Regions from separate parts of the Oryzias latipes genome. Here region 1 is linked to region 2. The links are chromatin contacts, called in public Hi-C maps. All regions are on one chromosome and are shown on one strand. Each heading gives the region's core, a stretch centred on a gene start, on an enhancer-like site or on the middle of the called end of the contact. The rest is flanking DNA. Distances are from core to core; before and after follow the strand shown. Region 1 holds the start of LOC101170160 (gamma-aminobutyric acid receptor subunit gamma-3). Region 2 holds the start of LOC101169670 (vasoactive intestinal polypeptide receptor).

Region 1 (5,544 bases), core at 781-3,280, 280 kb after region 2:
CCTACAGTTCCGAAAATACATCGTGTATCACTTTTATCACTAAATCTAAAAAAAATTTATTAATACCAAATAAAGCTGCTAATATTGACTGAAAATAGCAACAAATCAGCTTAATTACCAAATTACTTTGGAGGGTCAACTATAAAAATGTCTTTATCTGTTTTTAAATTGAGATTTAAAAGTTTACCAAATGGGTTATATGTATTTATGTTTGGAAAAATGTTATAAAAGCTAAAATTATAAACACCGTAAATTCTTTTTTAACAAATTCTCGGCGATCAGTGCTCCAGAAGTAATGCACAAGCAGGAGAACCTCTTTCTTTACGCAAAACCTGTTTTAACAAATTCCATATTTTCTCAGCAAACTGCAAGAGTCAACAGAAGAGCCAACAAATGGATGAGACTGCTGATTTGAAGAAGCATAATGAGCATTGCCAGCACAGAAAGTGATTAAGAAAACAGAGTGCTGAGGGGGAAAGTCTGTTTCTTTCCAGAATAAGATCATGAAAATGCAGCCCTGCCCCACCCTGCAAAAACTGCCCTCATTCCTTCCCTAACACCCCCCAGAATGCTCGCTCAGCCCCTGGAGCTTGTGCAGACCACCGGCGACGACTCTCCAGCGTCAAAAAGCAGCTTTTTGATTAGAGGCCTCGCCGAAAGACAACTTTGTGCCTTCGGAGAAGCTCTGATCTCTGATTGCACGGCGAGTGACCCAGGAATGAAAGTGGGTGCAATCAAGGGAGGACTGAAACAGCACAAACACTATCAAAAATAAAAGACTAAAAAAATAACCAAGAAAGAGAAACGATGGGTTAAAATAGACCAGAAATTGCTTCTCCCTATCATTCGACCTTATATATCTTTTTAATACTTCACGCTTGTTGTCAAATCTATAGCTGGGTGGTGTCAAATTTCTCCCCCCATGTGGGACTAAAAAAAAACAATATTACCTTAATAATAAGCCTGGATTATGACAACAATAACAAGCAAACAAAAATCAGCCTTCACTTAGAGAACAGCTTTGATGATGAATTCAGCACCAAACCCCCCCCCCCCAGCAGCATTTATTTGTCCGGGGGGGGGGGTCTGGTCCCCTTACCTCCTATGTCTGGCCGCAGAGTCTTGTCGTACTCCCTCAGCAGGTTGTTGAGGATCAGAGTGGCGTCCTCCTGGTGCGACCTGGGGACCAGCATCTGACTGACGGTGGAGTCGTGGAGATCTTCATCATCGTCGCCATATTCCAATAAATCACAACTGAAATTAAAGGGTAAAATCCTTCAAAACTTTAACATTTTTTTTTGTTCAACATCACCTACTGTTTCAATTTACCTTCAAGAATATTAATAAAAATTGTTCATGGTTGTTGTTTTTTTCTTAAATAAACATCTTAATTTATCAAGACAAACTCACCGAGCACGGAGCGCGAGGAGCAGTGTGACCACTAGCTTGATTGTCATTTTACCGCGCGCGGACCACCTCAGCTCACAGGAAACTTCTGGACAGTGAGCCTGCGCGCGCGCCCTTGCCGCGTGCGAGCGCCGTTTACAGTAGAGCCATCAATCTGAACTTCCTCATCCGCCCACGCGCCTTCTCCCGCGCGTCATGTGCGACCCGCACAAACACGGAGCGGTCTGCCTGCTCCTCTCCTCTCCTCTCCTCTCCTCCCCCCCTCCCCCCCGCGCGCTCCACGCAGGAGGGCTTCCTCCGGGAGGCTCCCGACGATCAATCAGTGAGGAGTCCGGCGGAGGAGAACTTTGAGGGAGGGGGGGGGGGGGGGGTGGATCCAGCGGCGTCTCCCTCCGCCTCTTCTCTGTGGGCAATAGGGGTGGGTGGGGGGGCCTTGAGTAGGGGAGCACCCTCTCTGACTCACACCCGAAAAGTGCAATTAGCGGCGCAACTATTTACCTGGAATCCGCTGTTTGTGGCCAAAGCTTCCTCCCAAACTTTGATTCTCCGCTGTTTCAACCGTATGTCTCTGCGCATGGCTGCTGTTCAGCCCCGAAGTTCAGAATTTAGTTTGATTCGGTGGTTCAGACCTCACCTCACCGAGCGAGTTTAGGAGCTCTGCCGCCCCCTGGTGTCGGAGGAAGGGAACAACCATCTCATAGTACACCTGAAAGCAAATATTATTGATATTTTTTATTAAATACTCAGCCATTTATGTTACTTTCACCGTAAAATTAAAGCCTACTCTGGGACTTCATTTTATGTTTAATTTTGACTTGTTTTCATAAAATAATGCATAAAATCATGCATCCATGGCCCATCCGAATATTCTCTCTTTTACTTCATTTAATTTGATTTTACGTCTAACATACGTTATGTCGTAATAGTGTATATAGGTGTAGATTCTACTTGTTGTTAAATGTGATTACTTTTGCATTTTTGCACATTTTAAATACGCTTTTATTCTTTTTGCACATTGCCGTTGTTCTTCTTTTTTCTCTATTTTGCACTGAACTGCTGTAACAATTGAATTTCCCCAACATGGGATCAATAAAGAATATATTTTCTTATAATAAATAACTAAACTAAATTTAATATTCTGTACCAGCTTGAGTGTGAATTAAAATGAAAAAATAAATAAAATGCACTGTTTGTGCAACTTTTTAGTTTTATTATGCAGAATATTATAATGTTTTTGAACTTTTAAATTCCAGATACACATAAGGGGCAGAACTCATGAGGGGATTCTCCTCTTTTTCTGCTTACTTACATAGGAAGAATTATCTTTAAAATGTATTTTACTTTTATATGAAAAAAAAACAAGGCTCTGACTTGTGATAAATGTGAAATTCTAACTAAAAGCATGAAGGTTTAGCAGGTTCGTAACTACACTTCTGTTTATACGTCACAGATTGGTGCTGCAGAACTGATTATTTCTCCCACCTGGTTTTAATTGGACTCACCACAGCTGTTCCTGATGAAAGCGTTTGTGTTGCACTTCTGTTTTTATTCCAGTTTTCTCTATTGTTCCTATGCTTAATTGATCATTTCAACTTATTTTTAAATGTTCAGTTAAATAATGAAGGGGTTGGATTGAATATTGTTGTCGTGTATAGGCCTAAAAACAGAAAGAAATGAAATCTTTACAAAATTTTACGTGAGGAAATGACATCTCTGTGGAAAGTTAGGACCTCAGCCTCATTCCTGGGATGTACACTAATACATCTGTAATATAAATGAAAGGATGTATGGATGACTGATCTTCACTTACTGAGGTATTTTGGTAAAGACCAAATGTTTCCACAAGCAGAGGTTGGAATTTCATCCCCTCGTCTGGCACTTCCACACTTCCGTTTGCTTGGCTGTGGATATGATAAACTGCACATAATCAATCCTAAGGTCGGCGCTGATGCACGCTGGCCAGAGTCGGCGGCGAGAAAAACAAGTGTTTGTCATCAGGCCGCAGCAGCTTACACTGGAGGGGAAGCACTTTGCTGTGAGGGACCTCCTGACTGGGGAGGGAAGAGCAACTTAAGCAGAGCTAAATCCCTGTTCTAACAGATGTGTGGCAGATCAGGCCGTCACAGTGAAGGCTGAAGAAAGGCGGGCGGCTGCCTCTTCGTCAGAAACTGAAGCGGTCCTGCAGCTTCAGCGTTCTGGAGAGGCTCTGGGCTGCCAGGAAAACAGCTGCTGCTTCAGGTCTTCAGAGGAGGACAACACCTCCATTGTTGCACAATTTGGGATGTTCAGAGGTCTTAGAAAACAAATACAACCTGGAAATAGATTTATTATAAATTTAGGCAAAAGGACAAAATAAAGAAAACCCAAGATTTTATATTTTTCTTTAGCTTTAGATTTCTGTGCTGCTTATCCTTTTTAGGATTTTTTTTTTTTTAAATATTTGATTTGTATCATTTCACAATTATTGTTTCTTCTTATCGTTAGCTAAGTATTGGCCTACAGAGTTTCAAAATAAAAGGCTGTCATTCAACTCGAAACTTTTCAAAAGAAAATTATTCAGAAAAATCGTGCAACTTGAATAAAACCAGGGGGTATTCCAGAAAGCAGGTTATGCTAGCTCCCACGATAAGTTTGAGGCTAAGAAAGTTGATAACCTCAGCTTTCGGTTCCAGAAATGGAGGTATGTTTCAGGGTAGGTCATGTTACCATGGCAACTCATGCTCTGAACATAACCTGGTCCGGAGCAGGTTTAGTTGAAGGTTACTTTGTTTACAGAGAGGTGAAGCAGCATGGCGTGTCCATTTGAAGATGATTTAGTGGATGAAAAAGCTCAGATAATACTTTTTCCACCATGAGAGCGTGATAAGACCACATATGGATGTTGGAAAGATAAACTTTTTTACTTTGATGTAACGTAATTATTTGCTTCAGTTAAGATAAATCATTGTTTTTGTTAGAAATTTTTTTGTTGAAAATAACACGTAGTTTTCAGACAGTTATTTTCCTTTCGTTCAAATTAATTAAATTAAGTAGGTGTAACTTTGATGCTGCTGTTAGATCGGCACCGCAAGGGATTCTGGGATATCATTCCCTTTGCCTGTCTGGACGGATTTGGGTTTAAGTGTAGGTTTTTTACAAAATGTGTTTAGTTGTATAGCTGTTTTACTGTGTTTCACCGTGTTTGGCCGAGCTATTTTGTCCTACTATGCTTACGTCTCTGCACCATGAGTGAGAGTAAAGGATAGGATGATGAGTTTATATAGCACCCCTACCGCTTAGTACTGTTTTGACAGTGACGGAAAAATCTTCAGTGAGTTTTTGCACTCGGTGCATTTTTTTCCGTTCTTTTTATTGTTGTAAAAATGAGCATATCTGCCCGGCTCAAACTTAGACATATGAAAGTTCAAGAAATATAAGTAATTAAGATGGAAAAAAGATTAATGGAGTAATGTGTCATTTAGTTAGATAAATACGTAAATTTGAGCTGTATAAACAATTATTGCGTTTGAATAAATTTAACTAAATTATTTAAATTATTTTTCAGCCGTGTTACTTTTTTAATGGACTTATAATTTTTAACCGCCGTCATTAAAATTTCAGACTCCGTCTCACTTCCGTCTCAAGTGTCGCGCTTTCTTTTTTTTTCTCCACGCGTTTCCATGGTGACTCCAGAAATCGGCGATCTATTGAGATCTATTAATCTTTATGTACCGTGCGTTAACCCAGGTTTACGAAGTCGAGCGTAATTACACCAACTCATATCCGGTCTTTTGGAACCGACATACCCAGAGTAAGCAAGTTCAGGCGGATTTCAGCCAGAGTTCAGGCTCAAAGTCAGGCTAGTTTAAACATGCTTCCTGGAATACCCTCCAGAGCAAGAATAATAAAACAAACGTCGGTTGGAAACAAAATAATAGCAACCATAAAGAGGTTAAAAAATGTAAAACCGTTAAAAAATAAAAATCATATAGAAACGTTTTTAGTAAAATCTTGCAACTTAAAGGGAACCAGAAGAGGAATAATCAAGTAAATGTTGGTTAAAAGCAAATAATTTAAAAAAAGCAGCAAAAACAAAAATCTTAGACTTTTAACAAGAATTTTTTTGTCAAGTATTATCTTACAACTTAAAGAAAACCA
Region 2 (5,352 bases), core at 1,838-4,337:
ATCTGTTGAATAGAGATTACAGCAAAACTGTTCAGGTCCCTCAGAGACATTTACGTCAGCCTGGTTGTTTGGACCGCAGTAATCCTATCAACAAATCTCTTATCAACCAGGCTGAAAAATGACCAGGTTCCCACGCTGTTCTCAGTCCAGCACAAAAAAAGATGCTTGTTACTATATTTCCTGTGCAGAGATAAACTCACAAAATCAGAATTTTATGGCATTTGACATAACGTCTAAAAACTACAAGCCTTTGGTGCTCTTTAGAGTAATGACTTCTTTTATTACAAACTGTCAATAAATGTTTCGTTTTTTTGTATTTAATTACCAGTTAGCTTCATTTTTGTCGCATTTGTTTTTAGATAAAAGGTGAGTTTTAATGTTTTAAAAAAAAGGTGAAAAGGAGCCGACCTCATTGAGAAAGTGGAGAGTGACATTGAAGACGCAGGCGTCCTCATATGGGATAAAAAGTTCTGTCCATCCGTTGGCTGTGCAGTTTCGCTGCACTTTACCTGCAAAATATACAAAAACTCCATTTGTCCCCTTTCAAATTTAATTAAAATTCAGTTCAAATATGCTAATAAGGGGGTGTTGCCACAATTTAAACAAAGCACCAGACACCATTTCTTGTGTTGAAATGTGTTGTTTGCCCTTTTAATTTAAACTTTTACTGTGTTTTTTTGTAAAAAAACACAACACAGTTTACTCGTTTTTATTTTCTATTTTCTGCATTATCAGGCATGTAAATCTGACTTTATAATCTGGGTTTTTTGTTTGCTTTTTGGCCTTTCATCCATCTATTTTCCATTTTCTTTTAAAAACTCTCCAGGCAAAGATTGACGTATAAATTACATTTTTGTTTTGGCTCCAAGTGTTGATGATGACAGAAAGCAGTGAAAGTGAATCAATAAAACATTAATCTGCTTTGGAGCAGTTTTTCCCCCAAAAGGACAAATAAAACCCCAGAGGATTCAGTTCCACAGAAAGATTATGAGTTAATGTATCAGAAACAAATGTCTTTTAAAGGGGAAAAGGGCCAAACAGTTCTGATCTTTGAGAAAGGCATCGCCACCTTAAAGAAAAACCTCCAATATGCAGATGATACGCTGCTTTATTTAAGTTATTTCTAATGTGAAATATCGTATGTTACGTAAATGCTACATAACGTACAATAAAATAAGGACCATGTCACTCTATCAGATAAGCTTCTACTACTTTTTATAATTTATTACGCCACCTATTATTGTCATCCTGCATTATGCTTTTGTTTTCCCTGGCCTCCTTGTGTAAACACACCTTTTATGGTTGACCGTGTAAACACAGAGGTGGAACATTCCTCACTTTCCTATGGAAACAGGCGAACTGCAGCCATGCGCTGTGAAATAATGCAGGTTAAACCAAAGTTTGAGCATCTCACCTTCAGAATGGAAGAACTCAGGACACAGTTTAGAGACGGTTTCGCCGAGGGGAGCAGCAGGCCAACAGGTCAAGTTGTCCCACATCCCGCTGCATTGCACGCTGATGTTTTCTTAAGAGAAAGAACGTGAAAATAACAAGTTAAACTGTTAAAATAGTAGCTTAAATACACAGACGGAAAAAGTGCATACATGGATGGAAAATATTTAATTGATAATATCAATAATGACCAAAAAAAGTTAAAAAAATATACACTATTTATCTGTAGCTTTTGTCGGTGCACTTTTCGATGTAGCCACTAGATGTCACTAAAACACTGCTTTCAAAGTTTTTCCAACCCTTAATATCAGCTTTTTTTAGATGCTAAAAAGACAGAAAATACCTTTTTTGTATATATATATATATGATTATTATTGAAAATACTTTTAAAAATCGCGTTAATGTAAAAACATACCTGTTGATTTGAGTGACTTATGAAACAGCAGATTCCTCATGCAGTCTTCCTCTTCTTTAACAAGTTTGACATTAGGATGACAGTCAAGGAAAGACTTTGCCTGCAAAAGTAACACAGAAAATACAAATAAAAAAAAGAATTTCAAAATAAAAATGAGGCCAATTCATGTTTAGATTTAGCTCTACTTAGTACCATACAGATGTAAGAAGAAACAGTTCTCACAGGGGTCAATAGCAACACTCCCAGGATCCCAACTTTTTCCATCATTTCCAAAAGGTAAAAGTTTCCTGGAGATGGGCTAATAAATCCTTAAAAAAAACTAAACACAGGCTAGATCAACCATCCTGTCCTCCGGAGGATACATGAACCATGAAAATCAAACTTGTGTGTGTCAGTAATCATCCCGTGTATCTGCAGGACAATCTCAACAACTCTGCCATAAAATTGTCTTTCATCAGATGACAAGTTCCTGTCAAGAATTTCAAAATAAAATCGTGACCCGCCGACAGCTATAAACACAACCCGTAAATATATTTTTGATTGACAAGATCTTCAAAAACACTTGTAAAAGATTGAATATATGTATTTTCTTAATAAAGAGGGTAGCTTAAAACATGTAATAGTTGTTGTGTTTCAAATATTTTGAAGGCGTACTGCACATCGTCGGGCCTTGTGGCTGGAGTGCTGACGGCAGTTTGATTGAGGGAGCGGGTAGCCAATCGCGTTCTTCCTTTGAAACGTGTTCCCGCTCTTCTTTGTCATTTGGGTCGCCATGGTAACAAGAAGACCCCCCCCTCGCCCCGTCGTGTGTCGTTCACCGGTGAATAAACAACACAACGAAATGAAGCGCTCGTGCCAGAATACAAACAGATAAATAAATAAAGCGACCGTTCATCTTTAATAAAAGTAAGTCATAAATGGAAGGTTAAAACGTTTTATGGGTAAATGTGGACAAAGTTTGTGTTTGTGAAGTCAAGTTAACTAATAGCTAAAGTCTAATTTGTTAGCCTCTATGCTAGCTATTTTTTGTTGAAATGGGTTTTCTAAGGGGGTTTTGGAGCTGAATTTTAGCTGAAAGTGCAATAAAATAATTATTAAATTTCCCCGTGAGTCAGCTAAAAGGTCTCAAAATTACCTGTTCTGTATGTAGACACCATGAGTTTTGATGCTGCAAACTTTCCCTCCTTCATCCTCCTCACAAGGAGCTGGAGTTGACCTTCCTTCAGGATGGATGTGGCTTTTTCTGGGCTCCAGATGCTCCCTGAGACCCCCAGGACAGCGAGGCCCCTGCCCCTGAGACAGCTGGTGGAGGAGAGCCGGAAAACGCCCAGGCAGCTGCTGGAATCCAGTAAAAACGCCTTGAAAAGCCTCATTTTTTTCCTCTTTTTTTTTTTCCGCCTTTCTGCCTAATTCTTGGTTCTTTGTCTTTGTAGAGACTGTTGCCAACCCAAAACGCAACAGCCAGGTCCAAGCAGAACCGCCAGAACTTCATTTCAGTGGCTTTCAGCTGAACAAACATTATCAGAAAACTCTGGTACAAAATTTATTTTTGTTAAATTTAAAGCTTTGTAAAAAAAACAAAAAAAAACGGGGGCCATTCAAATATTTCACATGCTTTTACATGTAAAACATTAAATCCAGATCTGAAAAAGATTAAAACATGAATAGATTGAGAAAGATTATATAAAAAACAATGTTTTGATGTTATAAAATAGAAATTTTTTACTTCAAGTCCAAATAAAGACCTAGAGATGACAGGATAGTTTTAATAATTTGAGCATAAATGTCCTCTAAATGGTTAATGCTTAAACGCCACACGTTAACATTTAAACCCTTATGAAATGCACATATTGTTTGTTTGCCCATTTTACATCAAATATTAATAATTTTCTCACTAAAGGATAAAAAAAATAATTCAGTAACTTCTAATCTACATTGTGAGTCATAAAGCAGCATTTCCAGAACAAGGATACACATTTATTGTTTTAAATATGATCCACTACTAACCTTGTTTTTTATTCCTTTATGTTGACTTAATCTCATTTATTTACACTCAGTTTTATTGTGTGGCACTTTTTATGTCAACAACACAAAGTACTTTACAAGTATACAAATCGACATGACCTAAAAATAGCAAACAAATGTAGCAATTAATAAGATAAAATCAAAAAATAGAATTTAACATTACAAATCGGAGTAAGTCATGTCAGAATTCGCAGACGGTGGGAATTAATTTTTGCAAACTCAATGACCCCTCCCCCTTACTCAAAAGAATTATGACATCACAGCCGGAGAAACCTTAACAAAAAATGAATGGGCCCACAATCTCTTATGGGGCTCAGAAATAAATTCAAAACACACATGTCTGAGATATTCAAAGGAAGTTTTAAAATTATTATGGGATGGCCACAGGACTTGCAGCCATTTTTCCACAATATGGCAAAAAAAAACACCTGTTTGCACAATCTTCACAAAATTTGACCTCAACTGAAGTTTCATCGTCCTTTGAGCTCAGGAAGAAGGCGCCATTTGGAATTAAAAATAAAAAAAAATCCCCGTCAGGACCAGCAAGAAATTTAAACTCCTCCACTGGATTTCCATCTACCCCCCCCCCCCCCCCCCCCCCCCCCCAAGTCCTCAAGCCTCATTGGACAGCTGTTAAAAAAAAACAAAAAACGTTTTGTAGGTTTTGATCGTTGAGTGTTAGTGGCGTTCCAATGATCCTTGCATATTTTTGACCGAAAACATTGTCAAAATGTGATACATGAATCCTTAGTCCAAGCTCAACGGAACAATGTATATGAACGTGATAGGAATGTTGTGTGCGGTTAATAAAAAAAAAACACCAGTTGCCACAGAAATTAAAAAAAAAAATTACTTTTGCCAATTCTTCTAAAAATGAGATAGACCTGTTCGTCACCCCCAGGTGACCAAAAAAAATAGTATAGTTGCTATGGAGATAGAACCAAAAGAAAAGCCGCCATTTTGATAAAAGCTTTTGTCAAGTGCAGCTCTGACCAGGGGGGATGCTGGTTGACGGGGGAGAGCAGGGGTGCGTCAAGAGGGGGTTAACTACCATCGCCACTCCATGCATCCAAAGTCCACATAGAAGGGACACATCCGGAACTCAAACCAGGGCCTTCTCACGGGGGAGGTGCTAACCGCCACACCACCGTACAGCCCCTATTCAACTTCCGTTTAGGGGCAGATTTGACTGGGCTGGATAGAAACCCTGCGACCATGGAAACGGGTCCTTCAAGTGCCAACCGATGTGATCAAGGTAACCGCTTCTCCTTCTCCCCCCACCTCACCAGAAACTCATCAACGTCTCATCAGAGGCCCTGAGGATTCACATCGTTCCGACACTCACCGAGCACTTCCAGACAACTTTCACCAAAAAGGTGATTGGTTTTTGTTGTTTTTTGACTCCACTGGTGGTTAAGCGCACTCAGGGCTGCCTCTCATGACTCAGCTGTCTCTGTCTA

What was found. Hi-C and Micro-C count contacts between places; a contact is called where the count stands out from the background.
Region 1: a contact with region 2 is called in a Hi-C map of embryo, with 2.5 times the contacts expected there. The contact joins the promoter of LOC101170160 here to the promoter of LOC101169670 in region 2. A contact is called at or near these places in 3 of 5 Hi-C or Micro-C datasets (embryo and fibroblasts).

The regions. Positions count from the first base shown.
Region 1 is chr2:18,618,119-18,623,662 of ASM223467v1, forward strand. It overlaps LOC101170160 (gamma-aminobutyric acid receptor subunit gamma-3), which reads right to left and starts at 2,031. Exons shown (of 11, transcript XM_023965629.1): 1 at 1,906-2,031; 2 at 1,411-1,810; 3 at 1,100-1,254. The coding sequence starts at 1,457.
Region 2 is chr2:18,341,904-18,347,255 of ASM223467v1, forward strand. LOC101169670 (vasoactive intestinal polypeptide receptor) reads right to left here and starts at 3,088. Exons shown (of 13, transcript XM_020708790.2): 1 at 3,003-3,088; 2 at 1,868-1,967; 3 at 1,415-1,525; 4 at 409-509. The coding sequence starts at 1,907. cfap221 (cilia- and flagella-associated protein 221) reads left to right here and starts at 2,630. Exons shown (of 25, transcript XM_023965578.1): 1 at 2,630-2,773; 2 at 3,070-3,215; 3 at 3,301-3,401; 4 at 5,182-5,268. The coding sequence starts at 3,095.